Linked DNA regions of Anser cygnoides: region 1 is linked to region 2. The links are chromatin contacts, called in public Hi-C maps. All regions are on one chromosome and are shown on one strand. The core of a region is the stretch at or near the end of the contact, and the rest is flanking DNA. Distances in the headings are between cores, read along the strand shown.

Region 1 (7,248 bases), core at 1,887-4,386, 130 kb before region 2:
TGAACAGTTTTAAATATCTTAAATGAATCTTTGCAGCATTAATATTTTAAGTTAACCTTTGACATGAGAGGGGGGAAAAAAAAAAGCAGACAGTGACTCCCTGATATTTTCCAGAAGTGTTTTATCTGCTGGGATTTGTCACAAAAAAAAAAAAAAAGAGGACAGCCTCGAGCATCTAAATTAAAGTGGTTTATAAACAGTGTCTTCATAAAGTCAAAATAACACATGGGTTTTCTATTGTGGGAGGCAAAAAATGTTATATATGATGCCACATTAGGACCCTTAATAGGCTTTTTGGATGTCAGGAGCGGAGAAAGGGCAACGGAGGCGCTCCTGAAACGTGGCAGGCCTGACAAGCCCCCACGCACCAGAAGCCCCCATGTCCTGGTGGCTTTTCCGAGCCGTTCCCCTTGCTCTCGTCCTGGGCTGGCCGTGCGCGAGGGCGAGGAGAAGGGGCCTGCCCCGCTTCTGGGGCTCCCTGGCCCTCCCTCACCTGCGTGCAGACGCGGGGTCTGCTTTTTGTGCGCGCTCAGGCCGCCTGCACAACGCCCGGGCACGGCGCGTGATCCCGGGCTGCCGCTGGGGATTTGCAGGCAGAGCTGCGGGGAGCCGGGAGCAGCAGCAGCCTTCTGGTTTCGCTCAGCACAATGACAAGCCCTGCGCTCACTTTCTCCACCGGCGCAGCCAGCGGGACCGAAGAACCTTCCAGGCAGGCTCCAGCGGTTCCGTCAGGCCCCCTGGTCTGACAGGGGAGGTCGAGTTGCAGTTTGGATGCGGCGACAGACGCCTGCGTAATCTCCTTGGGACGGCCAAAAAAAAAGAAAAACAAGTCTTTTTTTCAACCGTCGGTTCCATTTTGCACATTCTGAGCCCAGCGGTGATCTCACCTTCTGTAATCTGCAAGGGCTCCGCATCGCCCCGAAGTATTTCGGAGGGGCCGAAACCATCGCGTTACTGAGCCGACCCCTTCGGAAGCGGAGAGATCAGGGCCTGGTCGGGATGCTAAAGATGCAAGTCCTTCTACCAAAGCTCACCGCAAGGTCTATAAATAAGCTGCTTTCTGGAAACCTCTCGTGTGAAGCCGGCCCCTAGACGCAACCTCCTTGATACGAGGCTGAATTCTCAAGAGCGACCACGAGGCTATTTTGTGCGAGTTAATTACGCGCGTTTCTAACGGAGCCTCCGAAGGGGAAGCAGCCAGTTGTTTCGTGCTGCCCTAGACAGAAGGTAAAGGTTTTGCACAAGCTGTGTTTGCAGCTACACGCCTTCCTCCAGCGCAGGATCGGCTCGGCAGCTGCCGGTATTGAAAGAACAGGATCTGGGTGTGTGCGCTTTTTTTTTTTTTTTTGCAGCTGCAAGGCCCGAACCCGAAGTGTGAGCTTTTTCTTACGGTGCACAAAAGCTGGGTGCCTGAAAGGGAACTCGCTTCCGCTCTGGCAAGCACTCAACCAACTATTCGCCGGGCTAAGGGGTGGTCGGGGAACTTTCACCCAGCCATTCAGCCCGGGGCTGCCGTTCCCCCTCCCTCGCAATTAAATCCCATTTTTTGCACTCCATGCATGAACCGCGGCTCCGCCGATACATCAGATATTGTGGCTGATAGCCCGCTCTCAATGCCACTTCAAGCCCTCCAGCGCGGAGCCGCCTGAAAGCAAAGCGTCGCTCATTCTTTGAGCGGCAGAAAGGACTTTTGCGATACGGAGACTCGAAGTGAGACTCTCACAAGTAGGAAAAGGGCGTCCGGTGAAAAAGAGGAAATGAGAAATTAAAACCACATTCGATCTTATTAGCGGTAATACAAACGGGTCAACAAAGTGCTCGGCAAAACTCCTCAGCATGTGAACAGTTTAGGCAGGGCTCGCTCCGTGTTAAGTGACACCAGCCCCTTTGGCTGGTACAGAATAAAAAAAATAAATAAAAAATCAGAGACCATCAGCAGCTATTCCAAACGCCCAGCTGGGAAGGGCGATGGCTGGAGGTATTACCTCATGCGCTGCAGGAGGATATACTTACAAGATTGGACCGGGAGGAACATTCCCCCCTCCTCCTTTTCTAACTGAAACGTGTTTTCCTCTCTCTCTCTCTCTGTCTCTCTCTAGGGATTTCCAGCATCTTATAAGCGAAGCCTCTCTGAAGTACCGCGAAGTGGCATGGCTCATCATTTCGGTAATGATAGTAAATAAGCTCCAGTATTTTGTTGATCCTTTTCCTTTTGCTTTACAAACAAAAGGTCAGAGTCATTAGCCCAGTTTTACGAGCGAGGAGAAATGGAGGCCTGGCAGAAGCACACGGCTCCGTAACATCACGGGAAACGTCAGCGCCTGAACAGGAGATGAAACCTGAAGAACACCGAGGCCGGCCAGGCTCGGCCATCCGGCCTGCAGACACGCAGCATCCCCTGCCCGTGGGTGCCAGATATCAGGCGCTGAAAGAAGAGAGCCCAAAAACACGGCAAGCACGGAGCAATGATTCTCCCTGCTGTCCTCTTCCACGTCACAGCAATCTTCTGGGCCTTCGGACCACGCCGAAAGAAACGCCATCACTGAACTGTCCTCTGCGGATTTCATTTCCATGAACTGCTCTCATCGGTTTCTGAACGCACCCGAACAGCTGGCATCTGTGCAACCCCGGGGCAGCAAGGCCCACATTCAGCATGCACCGGGTGAGGAGACACTTCCTCCTCTTGCCCCCTTCGCTTTACAATTAGATTTTAATCTCAGATCCACGTGCGGGAAGAAGAGGGCCTCGGCTTCAGAAAGCAGTCGGTCAAACCGATGCATCACCGTCCGTACTGAATAAATAAGCGAGGAGGTTATGTGACGGCACCACACGGCACAAGAGGAGATCTCAGTTCCTACTGAGGGCTTCCCAGCAGAAAGCCACGTGCCGAACTCCTGGTTTAGGTTTGATTTACAGCAGTAGTGAGGAACTCTTTGCAGTGGAGGGCTCTTGGTGCACTCTCCGCCCCCCTCTCCATAGCACACCAGTCCTGTTACTGCGCAGGAGAACTGAAACCTTCCAGAGGAGAGGTCAGCGGCGATCTCAGAGCAGCAGCTCTGGCGCAGCGGCACAGCCACAACCTCCCGTGCCGAGATTCGGGCCTTCAAGAGCAAATGTGAAACGCTGCCGATGCACAGGAGTCCCCCATCTTCCTCTCCCACCATCACAGCACCCCTTACACCCCACTTCTCCCAAACTCGGGGCCGGGGTCCCGCTCCACGAGAGGAGATGACAGGGAAGGCGCCACAAGAACAGAGCAGGTTGCTGCTGACCCTGGTTGGGGGGACACCAACCGAGACTCCTGGTCCTTTACCATCTCTCCAGCAAAGCCCCCAGCAGAGGCACGCACGAGATCCGTCCGTGCTCCACTGCTCCTGCGGGAACCCAGCGCCAGGAAGCCTTCCTGCAAGCTCCGGAATTAAGGCAGGATCTCGAGGAAGCGTTTCTCAGTTGAAGGCGAGCTTTGGACCGAGGCTGCGCCGACCGCTTTGTGCTGCTTGCTCAACAGCACGACGTGGAAGTTCACGGTTCGGCTCTGCTGGGAAGGGACCTCCCCCTGCTGCCTCCCGGGAAGGAAAAACAAAAAAAAACCTCTACCTACCAGAAAACCACAACTCGGGATCAGCCCCGAAGCTGCCGACCTCCTGCGGCAGCTCCTACCTGCAGCGGGGCCTGATCAGCCGCCCCGGCAGCGAGCCTCCCCTCCTCAGAAAGGAAAACACGCGGCCTTTTTACTGCACGGAGTTGCAAAAATGCAAAGGAAGTAAATGTCACCGGGGTGGTTCTGCTCTGAGCAGGCGTTCGCTTATTACCCAGAAGCCACTTCCACACGCCTTTTTTTAAAGCCGGTGTTTATAAATACCGAAAATATTTAAATAAATGTTAATCTGTGGTAAGCGAGGGCCTGATCTCGCAAATATTTAGCCTTGTGCAGCGAGAATAAAGGCTCAGTATAAATACACAACTTCTTACTGCAGCCCCCGTTAGCAGCGAGAACAGCAACGCTGTCGGACAGGCAGCTGCTCTGCTGGGAAAAGAGCAGAGTTTTGCTTTCCTAAGTTTCTTTCAGCACGGGGAAAGCGTCACTTCTGCTTTGCCTCCTGTGCACCCTGAGCTTCAGAAGCGACGGCGAGGAGCAGGCTGAGCCCCGGGCGGCCGCGCCGAGTCCCGTCCCGGCTGCTGTAACCCCTGGGAGTGGTTTTGGGCTGGGTGTTTCTGCCAGGTGCCCCCGGCCCCTCCCGGACGAGGGCACAGGAACGCGCCAGCACCCCCCAACCGTCGCTGCTCCCTCGTCTTCCCGGTTTGCCCGAGCTGCGCAGTGCGGGCAGCAGTGTTTTCTGCTCGGCTGCATAACCGAGCGCTACGTATCATCCCCAAACCCGGCTCCGCCAAGGGAGAAGCCTCGCTTGCAAAATCATTCAGCGTCCGAGTCCGGAAAGCCTACCCAAACCAACCACCTGCGAGGATTAAAGTGGAGCTTCGCACTTGTTGACATCTTCCTTGTTGCAGTCTGACAAAGAAAACTAACCCGGGTTTGTGGGAAGGTTAATCTCAACCCTCTTTGTTCTCCCATCACCATTAAAAAAAAAAAAAAAAGAGATTGATTTACCAGCGTAACTCCGCGCGCATGAGGCAATCACTGAAGTTTTAACCCCTCCGCCCACGCCACACGATTATCTAAGCTTTGTGAATGAAATCAACTTTTCCTAGGCCAGCCCCGAAGAATGAGATACGTTCAAGGCATGCCGAGAAACTGGGTTGGCAGTTATCGCGGAGCTTGTATTATTTGTTATGAATCACCGCTCACAAATGCCTCCTGAATTGCAACCTAAAAATGCCCCGTTGCGTTCGGCGCGGCATTCACCAGGAAACCGGGCCGGTGCCCTGCTCGAAGAGCTCGGCCCCTCGCTTCGAACCCCGCGGAGATCTCCCTGAAGACAGGAGGGCTGCGGCCCCAAGCCCCCCAGCCCCTTTTCCGCTTCACAAAACCACGTTTCGGGGCGGGTTTGCACAGAATAAGGTGGCCAGGAACACACTGCTTTTTTTTTTCCCCCCCTCCCGTAATTCCTCCTCACTCGTCCTCCTGCCGAGCCCACCCCCGGCATAGTTTTGTAAAACCAGAGCTGGAAGGATTTGTCAGGAATGCGGACCAGGCAGAACCCGAAGCTGGAAATATGGGCGAGATCAGGCGCTTTGCTGCCGCGCCTCCCAATTCCGCGGGGCTGGGAACGGACAAATTAAGCAGGGGTCCTGCTAACGTCACCCCACGGCAGCTCCGAAAACCCCCGAGGAGCAGCAGAGAGCTTGGAAAGGCTTCGCCTCCACAGCTGCGAAGAGGAAGAGCCTGACAGGCAGGAGCCGGCAGAAGTTTGGTGTTTTTTTAAAAAAAAAAAAAAAATGGAATTTGGGGCATTTACTTTTTGAACTTGTTACGAGGTATAAAAAAAAAACTGTTTATTTTTTGAAGCAGCGCAAATATGCGGTGTGGGGAGAAGTTTACATTCGGATCGGCGCTGGAGGCTAACCTCGTACAACCCCTACTCAGTAAGGGCAGCGAGGAAACCTGCTCCCCGGCCCGAGCAGAGCGAGGCTCTTCCCCACGCACAAACTGCTTGTTTTTAGGCAAACGTCCTGGGTTTGAGCCCTGCTGCCACCAGCCAGCCCTGGGACGGCGTCGCCAACCGCAGCTCAACCGAAGATTAGAATTAGCTGGGCCTCTGAAGCTTAGCTCAAGCTCTCTCATTCAAACTCTGCTTTCGAGAACAGCACTCAAAAAATAAAAAAAAAAATAAAAAAGCTTAAAGCTGAAGCGCCTGCCCTGCTCCACCCCGCTTCCTGGATAAAGCTTGTCCTTGGCTGTGATCGCAAGCAGATTTTCAAAGTCACCCTATCTCCACTCCGCGTTTCCAGCGGGTGGATGTGAGCTCTGGTTTGTTTTTAACCAAGCTTTGGGACAAACTCCGTATCGGTTCCTCCGACAAAAATCCCGCTCGAGGTCAATAAGAGGCGAACCCGAGCGAAAAGTGTCGCAACGTGGCATTTGGCATTCCTGCCGCGCTCGGACAGTTCTGCAGACGCCTGAAACGGGCGGAAAACGCAACAATTCCCCTTCCTCATGTGACCGAGCACTTCCCGCAAAGGAACGCTCTGCATCAGCTCCGCCACAGGGAAACTCACGCGCCCGCCGCCGCCGCTGCCTCCCATCGTTTGCTTCCCACCTTCCCGTCCTCACAAGGCCTAGGGAAGGACACGCGAGAGCGAGGGTTACAGAAGGATTAATAAATTAGGGCCTCGTCTGGAGCAGGTGTATTTAATGCCAGTTTTTTGTCGTTATTGGTATCGTCTCGTGTCCGCCGCCACTTGCGGCGCTGACGGCCCATCGTACGGTCCCACCAGCGCTGTGACCTGCGTGAACGCAGGCAGTTCTGCTCCTGCTGAAAGCAGAACACAACGCCAAACGCGAAACTTCTGGCGAGGAAAAAAGAAAATCCTACCCGAGGACGGTCTTTGAGGTCAAATAATAGCCGAGAGGGAGGAGCTGCCATCTCTTACCTTCCTCCGCAGGACACCTGCTGTTCGTATCCCAAAGGAGTAACCCCAACACAAGCCTAACTGCTAGCGAGGCACAACCCCGTGGACATTCTCCAGCAACTTATTTCTCCCCTGGAAGGAGGAGAAGGTCTGAGGTCAGGGGCAGGTCGGCGCATCTGCCCGAACTCCCCAGCCACGTCCCGTTACGCCCTTCGACGCTGCTTCCCCGCGAGCACCGAGGGATTTAACGTCGGCGAAGGCATTTCCCAACAGGCGCTGCCTTACCCCGGGAGTTTTACATCTCGTGGCTCGCACACACCCGCACAGCGCGACCACGCGGGGCGAGGGACGCACCCAGCCGCAGGTCCCCCTCCTGGAGGGAGGAAGGGCTCCCCGCTGCCCAGGGCTCGCAGCCGGCCGCGCGCCCAGGCGCGCTCGCTGTGTAGGTAGGAGCCGAGCACGCTTCTTCGCGAGCACCTTTAGGGCAGGCTGCTGTCAAACCCTGCACCAGGCCACAAAGCGAGGGACGCTCCCCAGACCCCCACACACCCCAGCCCCACTAACCCTCTAGGCTCCCCAAGAACCCTAACCCCCTCCCCCAGACCCCCTAGCCCCCCAGCCCCACTAACCCCTCCCCAGACCCCCTAAACCCCCAACCCCCTCCCCCAGACCCCCTAACCCCCTCCATTCCTACCAACCCCCCTCTCCTGAGCCCAT
Region 2 (7,003 bases), core at 1,288-3,787:
CGCCTCTAATCGGCCGGGGTCGGCTGACCTGGGGCTGCGGAGCAGATGGGGGAATCGCGTGCCGCTCCTTATTGCCGAGCGAGTGCACAGCCGGCCGCACGCAGCCCCTCCTGCCCTCCCCTGCACGCAGGGCACGGCGCTGGCCAAGCCCAGGGTGAACATCCTCCTGGCACAGCCCTCGGTGCCTTCTGGGGGGGTGTTTTTATATTAAACGCCTGGCAGCATCGCTAGCCCCGGGGTTGCAGCCCTGGGGTGCCCGGGCGCAACTCAGCCTCTGGTCCCTCATGTCCCGAGCTTGCTGGGGGGCACAGAGGGGTTCCAGATGCAGCCCCCCGCCGTGCTGCAGGGCAAGGGGTGGATTTCAGCTCTGGGCTGATGTGCTCGGAGCAAACCAGAGCTCGTGGCCTCAGGTGGCCCCCGCTGGGCACCCGGCAGCGTCTTGGCGCTGTCCTCTCCAGCCGCAGGAGCGGGTGGTGGAGCTGGACTGGGTGCTGGGGCTCACCCGGGGATCGTTTCCTTCTGCCCCCCTCGGCCCCCGAAATGGGGCAAACCTGCGGGGGCTGTGCTGTGCGTGTGTCCACCCGAAATGACACCGCCCTGCCTCGAAGACGCCCGTGGCCACCGGGGCTGCGCTCTTGGCTCCTGCGCTCCCACCTCGGGGCCGCACACGCACCCCCTCCCCAGCTGCCATCCTGCGGATTTGGGGCTGGTAACGGGGTGGGGGCTCTGCCATGGGGGTGACCCAGGCCAGGCTCCCAGCTGACACTCACGGGGCAGTTTTGGGGGAGAAGAGGGGCTTTGGGCTATTAGTGCCCTGCTTTCCCCCAAACACCCACGGCACCAGGTGCTCATTACCAGGGTGGGGAGCGGGAGCACCCCAGGTTACATCCGGCCCCTCTGAGCCCCTGAGTGCTCGGCTCCGTGCTAATTACTGCCACGTCCCGATGCCCAGCTGCTCGGCAAGCTGTTGCTGCCGCTCCCAGCAGAGAGCTGAGCCGGGGCAGAATTCGGCCCCTGACCTCCAGCCCTGCCGCTGGGGTGGACGAACCCCAGGTGGACCTCCCTGTGAGCAGCGGGGGTAAATCGGGAACCGGTGGCTCCCCTGGGTGGATGATGAGGATTTGGGGAGCCGGGGGTTGCCCCTCCGTGGCCCTGCAGCATCCCCAGCACCCTGTGCCCCAAAAAGTGCTGCGGTTCCCCCCCGGCTGGTGGGGCAGGCTCCCCTCTGTAGCCATTTAGAGCTGGGTGAGGGGGGCTGAAATGGCAACACCGGGCCCTGGGAGGGGATTGTGGGGCCGGGTTCCACCCAGAGCAGGCACAGCCTGGGTGTTGGCTCAGGGCTCAGATCAGGCACAATTAAAAACCCAAACCCTCTCCCAAATCCCAAATCACACCAGTGCGAACCCAGAGCCAGAAGCTTTGCCCAGGAGGGTGGGCAAGAAGGAGACGACGTCCTCACCCCGAACACCGCCCAGACCCCGCAGCCCTGCTGCAGAGCCGCGCTTGCAAAACACCCCTAAAAAACAGCCGGGGGTGTCTGCGGGGCCCCGTGCCCGGGGAAGGGAGCAGCCGAGAGCTTCAAACCTCGTCCTTCTTGGGGCTGGCACGGCAGCGAGCGTGCCGTGGTGAGCGGGCTGTGGCTGCGCCAGCGGCACCGTGCCGGCGAGGCTGCGGACACGGCGGCTTCACTGGCAGCGGCGCAGAACTGAGCCGGAGGAGGCTGTTGCCAGGCAAACCCCGAGTTGTTTGTGCAGGGACTGCTGTTTGCTGGACTTTGCCATGTGCGGGCTGTCAAGCAGCACCAGATTGTTATCAGCGCCGCTGTCTGGGGCTGCTGGTGCTCGGGTTGTGTTTGGCCTTTTTTTTTTTTTTTTTGGGCTTCTTTTCCCTTCTTTTCTTGCAAGGGTTTGGTGCTGGGGTGGATGGGAGCCGGCGCTCTGCTGGGACAGGAGGCCATGCCTCGCAGGGAAAGGGAGGAAAAAGCTGCTCCCGCAGCTCCTGTTGCGTCTCTGCACCCCGTTAAATCCACCTGCCCTGTGCAGGGGCAGGGGGACGGGAGGGGGGAACCCAGGGACTGCTGGTGGTGGCACCGAGCCACGGTGGGAGGGGGGCAGCAGCTTCGGACAAACACCACTGCCCATAAACATTTTATTTTATTTTATTTTATTTTATTTTACTCTGTTTTATTTTATTTTACTCTACTTTGTTTTATTTTATATTTTCTTTTCTTTATTTTATTCTGTTTATTTATTTTATTTTACTTTATTTTACATTTCCTCCCTGGCCCCAGCACACGCCGGCTCCCAGCGCCACCCCCTTTGAGCCCCGAACCCCTTTCCCGAGCCCCTCTCCGCTCACCCCCCCCGTTAACAAAAACTACACCCCCCAGCATCCCCCGCGCGCCTCCCCTCCCTAATTGGCTGGGCGGGCGGGCGGCGGCCACACCCCCGCGATCCCATTGGCGGAGGCGAGGGGCGGGGCGGGGCCGCTTCCCACGCTCCCGGCTTTATGAACGGAGCGCCCGGGGCGCGCCCGGCTCCCGCAGCCCCCGGGGCCCGATCCTGATCCCGCAGCCCCCCGGGGCCCGATCCTGCGCCCACCTCCACCCGGGGCCCGATCCCGCAGCCATGGCAGCCGCCTAGCCCCGTGCCCTGTGCCCCCATCCCGGTGCCATGCTGGTGGCCGGCTCGCAGCGCTGCCCCTCGGGGCTGGAGGAGCGTTTGGGGTGCGGGGCGCTGCGGGGCGAGGAGGTAAGAGCCGGGCTCGCTGCCCTCGGGGATGGGGCCGGCAGGGCGAGAACGCCGCTGGGCTGTGGGGCCGTGCTGCTGCCCCGCTGCCCGCCCTGTTCGTGCGGGTGGCTGCGCTGCGGGGTCCTGCAGGGGTGGGGGTCTGGGGCCCCCCGGGTGCTTGCGCGGCTCTCGGGGGTGTTTGTGGGGTTGCTTGGCCAGGGGGGAGGAGAGGGGGGTGTGGGGAGCACCTGTGAGTGGGGTGGCTCTGCCCTGGTAGGGGGTGTTGGGGTGGCTGCGCGGGGCGGTTTCGGGGTCTCCAGCACCCTCCAGGAGCGGGTGCGCAGGGGGGTGGGCGTCCTGCCCCCAGGCCTGGGGGGGAACCAAAGGGAAACTGAGGCAGGGTGTGTGTGTGTGTGGGGGGGGACGTGCCTGCGCCTCCTGGGTGGGCAGCTGTGGGTGTTGTGGGTCTGTCCCGTTGTTCTGCCCGTGCTGCCATTCCCTGGTGGCTCTGCAGGTCGGTCTCGTAGCGTTTCGGAGCTGAATTGGGAGTTCTTGGCCCCCTTTGGTCGCTGTGCCTGCCCGGCAGCCTGTCAGGAGGGGGGGGGCAATAAATAACCCCGGTGCCTGCGCTCAGCCAGGCAGCTCGTGGGGCTGCTCCTGCTGGAGTTTGGGGCAGGAGCGGGTCTTGGAGCAGGGCTGGGAAAGAGTTTGGGACCCAGCCTGCCCCGTGCTCCCTGGTGGGTTGCACCAGCACAAAGTGCTCGGTCCCTGCCCCAGGGGTCTGGGCCACCGTGTAGATGGGGACAGCCGCGAGCAGTCTGTAGGGCAGGGCACCAACGCACCGGGTCCTGCGTGGCTGGGGACCTCTCTGAGCTCCCCGTCCACCCGGAGGCCTGGGGAAGGTCTCGCACAGCTCCGGGGCTTTTGCACTGGGAGGCCAAAACGGGAGCCCTGGGATGTCTGTGGGGCTCTGCAGCACCCCCCCCGCTGCATCTGCCAACAAGTTTGGAGTTACCCTTATTAGTAGGGTTTGTTCTGGGGTTGCGGCAGGGGCCGGTGCCGGCGGGGCAGCCGTTGCCCTTGGTGCCCGGGGGTTGCACTCGTGTGTCGGCTCCGTGCGTCAACGGGGCCGGGACCCGGCGCTGTTCTCGCCCCCCGGTACAGCCTGGGATGGCCTCGGGGCCAAGCGACGGTTTTTGGAGGAGCGAACCCGCTCTGTGGGGCGTCTGCGCTGGTGTTTGTTTAACCTCTCCTTATCGGGAACGATTTTCCAACACCTGACTAAGCACTGGCACAAGCGCCAGGGCTCTGCTTGGCACCATGTCCTCCCGCTCCCGGGGCATTAACTCCTTCCCTGGCCGCTTGCTCGGGGCCAGAGACCCTGCGGCCACCCCGTGCCCACCACCGCCCGGCAGCGGGCTGTGGGACTGCCACGGGGTCGAGCATCGGAGCCGTGCCTCAGTTTCCCCAGCGGCAGAAGCGGGCGGTGAGCTGCTGTTTCGCGGCGGCGTGGCAAGGGTTAAGCACAGTGCCCCTAAAGGATTGCTTAATGCAGCAAAACATTACAAGCCTCCGCGCAGCAATGATTAAAATGCACCTTCAAAGGTCACCCTGGGCTGTCACCAAAACACAGCGGGACGGTTTGCGCTCTCCGGCTCCCTGCTGCTTTCAGCGTTTGAAGCCTTTGGGGTCCCGCGGCTTTGTTTGTGGGGTTTTTCCTTTGCTCCCCCGTCCCGGGCAGCCTCTCGGAGCACCGAAGCAGCTCTTTCCCCGAAGGTCTGACAGCCGTGAGTCAGAGCGGCCACCTCAGCACCCGCGGCAGCGATGGCACGAGCCTGGTCCCGCCGTCACCCCGCGGTGACTCAGGGCAGGGCCATCCCGTGCGCTCAGCACCGCGGGGACGCGGGTGCCGCTGGGGTGCCCGTGGGGCCGTGCTGGTCGCAGCCCCGGCCAGGTGCAGCCGTCGGAGCCCCCGGAGCCTCGCTGCCCATCACGTGGGGAGCGCGTGGCTGCGCTGACAGCTGCTGCCTGCCCACCTCGTGCCACCCCACGCCCCGTCCCCGCTCGGCTCGGGGTGCCCCGCGGCCGCCCACCGCCTCCCTAGTGCTGTGGGGGCAGCCGGCGGGAGCGGCGCTCGTGCCCGAGCCTCTCCGCTGGGGGAGCCAGGAGGCGGCCACGGGGCTCTTCCCTTTGCTGGGCACCTCCAAGAAGAGCCCGGGGAAGCTCCTGGCCACCCACTGAGGGTGGGACGTGCTGCCCTGCCGCCAGCATCCCCGCCTGTCCCAGCACCCTCGTCGTGCCGTGCCATGTCCCGTGTCCTGCAGGTGAATCCGCTCGCACGGGGCCGCGTGGAGCTGGCTGCTGAGCGCGGGGCCGGGGGCAGAGCTGCGCTTCGAGTTTCCCTCGTGTTGGTGGGCTGCAAGGAGCGTGCCTGCCTCCCTTGGAGGCTCCTTGGCTTTGGAGGACGGTGCTGAGTGATGCGCTCGCTTTTCTTGCGCTGGTGCTGCATGTTTCCTGCCTCTCGCCCAGCCGCGGCACTGCGTTGGCCGTGCCCTGCCCACCCCGGGGAGCCTTTGAATTATCCAGGGGTGGAGGGATGCGGGGTCGGGAAGGGAGAATGGGGCGGTTGGGATGGGGAGAGGATTCCTGTGTGGTTGCAGGAGAGAGGAATGCAACACAACAAGGGCCGTGCCTTCACCCCGTGCCCAGGAGCAGCAGCAGCCGTGCCGCTGGTCCCTGCTGCAGCTCCCGGCTCAGTGCTTTTGCCCCGCAGCCCGGGGCTGCCTTGTGAGCAGAGGCAGCTCCCCGCAGCCCCGGGGCGCCTGCTTCCCTCCCGAGGAGGGTGCTGACAGCGTCCCGCTCTCCCCCCGCTCTGCGAGCCGTTTATTTTGGGCAGTGGAGGCTGGCGGGCGGCCAGGCGTGCCTTGAGGCTTTGCTCGGGCTGGGGCTGCGTTTGCCCGCAGCAGCGGTGCCCAGAGGTGCCCCTGGGGCGGGGGCACCCAGCCCCGTGCCGTGACCCCCCCCCCCTTGCTGTCACCAAAACGGGACGCGGCTATTTTGAGCACGGTGCCGCACGGGGATGGACTCCGGAGCTCGCAGGCAGGGGATGCGTGGGGTTGGCAGGAGCTGGGCCTCGGTGGCCAAGCACCGCGTGCCGTTTGCCCGGGGTGGCTGGGATGCGACGGGCGAGGGCTGGGGGCTGAGGCACCGCGGTGCTGCCCCCGGCTTTGGGCAGCAGAGCTGGGCTCCTGCTCAGAGTCCCCAGGGGAGGTGACCGGGAGCAGCCCTGCGGCCAGGAGCAGGTCCCAGCACCTCGGTGCCACCCCGGGTCCCGCTGGCTGAGGGACCCAGGGGACCGCAGAGCTGGGGGATTTCTGCAGGGAAGGGGACGTTGGCGCTTCCCTGCTGGGGCAGCGGCTGTGCCCACACGTGGGTGCCGCCAGCGCCTGCATCCGCAGCATGTGTCGGGGGAAACGCTGCTGGTGCTGATCCGCTGAGCGCCCCTTTCTGCTCTGAGCTGCTGCTGCCCTGCCCGGCCCTAACCCAAGCCGGGGCCGTTCCCCTTCCCCGCGTTGGCAGGGCAGTGCCCCCTCCCCTGCTCAGCTCTCGTGGCGCAGCAAGCAGCAAAGTGCGCTCGGGTCCAGGTGCTGCCCACCCTGTGCCTGGCCCCGTATTTCACCTTGTTTCTTCCATCCCCCTTTCTCCCAGACCTGGCTGTGGGCTTTCTGTAGTTTTTTCTTTTTTTTTTTTTGGGGGGGGTGGGGGGGGTGCTATTTTAGCGTTCTTCAAGGGATCTGTTTGGAGGGAGTTGAAATCCTGAGCGGGGAATGGGTTGGTTTAGCTCTGTGGTTTTCCTCTGCAGCTTCCTTCCCGCAGGTCCCTGGGCACATCCCATAATTTCCCGTCCTCTTCCCAAACGCAGATCCTGCAGCAGGACGAGCCCGGGGCCAGGCGCTGTGGCCCCCCCCCCCCGGGTTGTGGTTAGCACCCGTGGGTGTTGCTGTGATTGCAAGGGGGGCCCGGGGGGCACAGCCCGGTGGTGTGGGGCTGGGATGGGGGGGTCAGGCTCAGCTCCATCCCCGTCTTCCAGCTCCGGGGGTTCCAGCAGGAGGGCTGGGGGGGTCCCGGTCCTGTTGTGCAGGTGGGGTGCAGCTGGATGTGTGCATCTCCCCCCCCACCCTGCACCTAGGGACGGGCAGAGCGGGGAAAATTGGGGTTTGGGGAAAATTGGGGTTTGGGGAAAATGCGGCATGGGTGAAACGTGCTGGGGGTGC

What was found. Hi-C and Micro-C count contacts between places; a contact is called where the count stands out from the background.
Region 1: a Hi-C map of liver shows a contact between it and region 2, with 2.4 times the contacts expected there. The contact joins the enhancer-like site here to the promoter of SESN2 in region 2. A contact is called at or near these places in 2 of 7 Hi-C or Micro-C datasets (both in liver).

What each region holds. Positions count from the first base shown.
Region 1 is chr24:3,510,594-3,517,841 of Taihu_goose_T2T_genome, reverse strand. WASF2 (WASP family member 2) reads right to left here. Exons shown (of 10, transcript XM_048073182.2): 2 at 6,553-6,663. Among named protein-coding and RNA genes, the nearest start is that of WASF2, 4.7 kb to the right of the region's middle. Within about 2 kb of position 3,136, at least 1 of the 3 cell types and tissues checked has open chromatin away from gene starts, as enhancers often do. A contact at or near this core is called in liver, where this site is marked.
Region 2 is chr24:3,383,064-3,390,066 of Taihu_goose_T2T_genome, reverse strand. SESN2 (sestrin 2) reads left to right here and starts at 2,537. Exons shown (of 10, transcript XM_066982442.1): 1 at 2,537-2,750. The coding sequence starts at 2,673.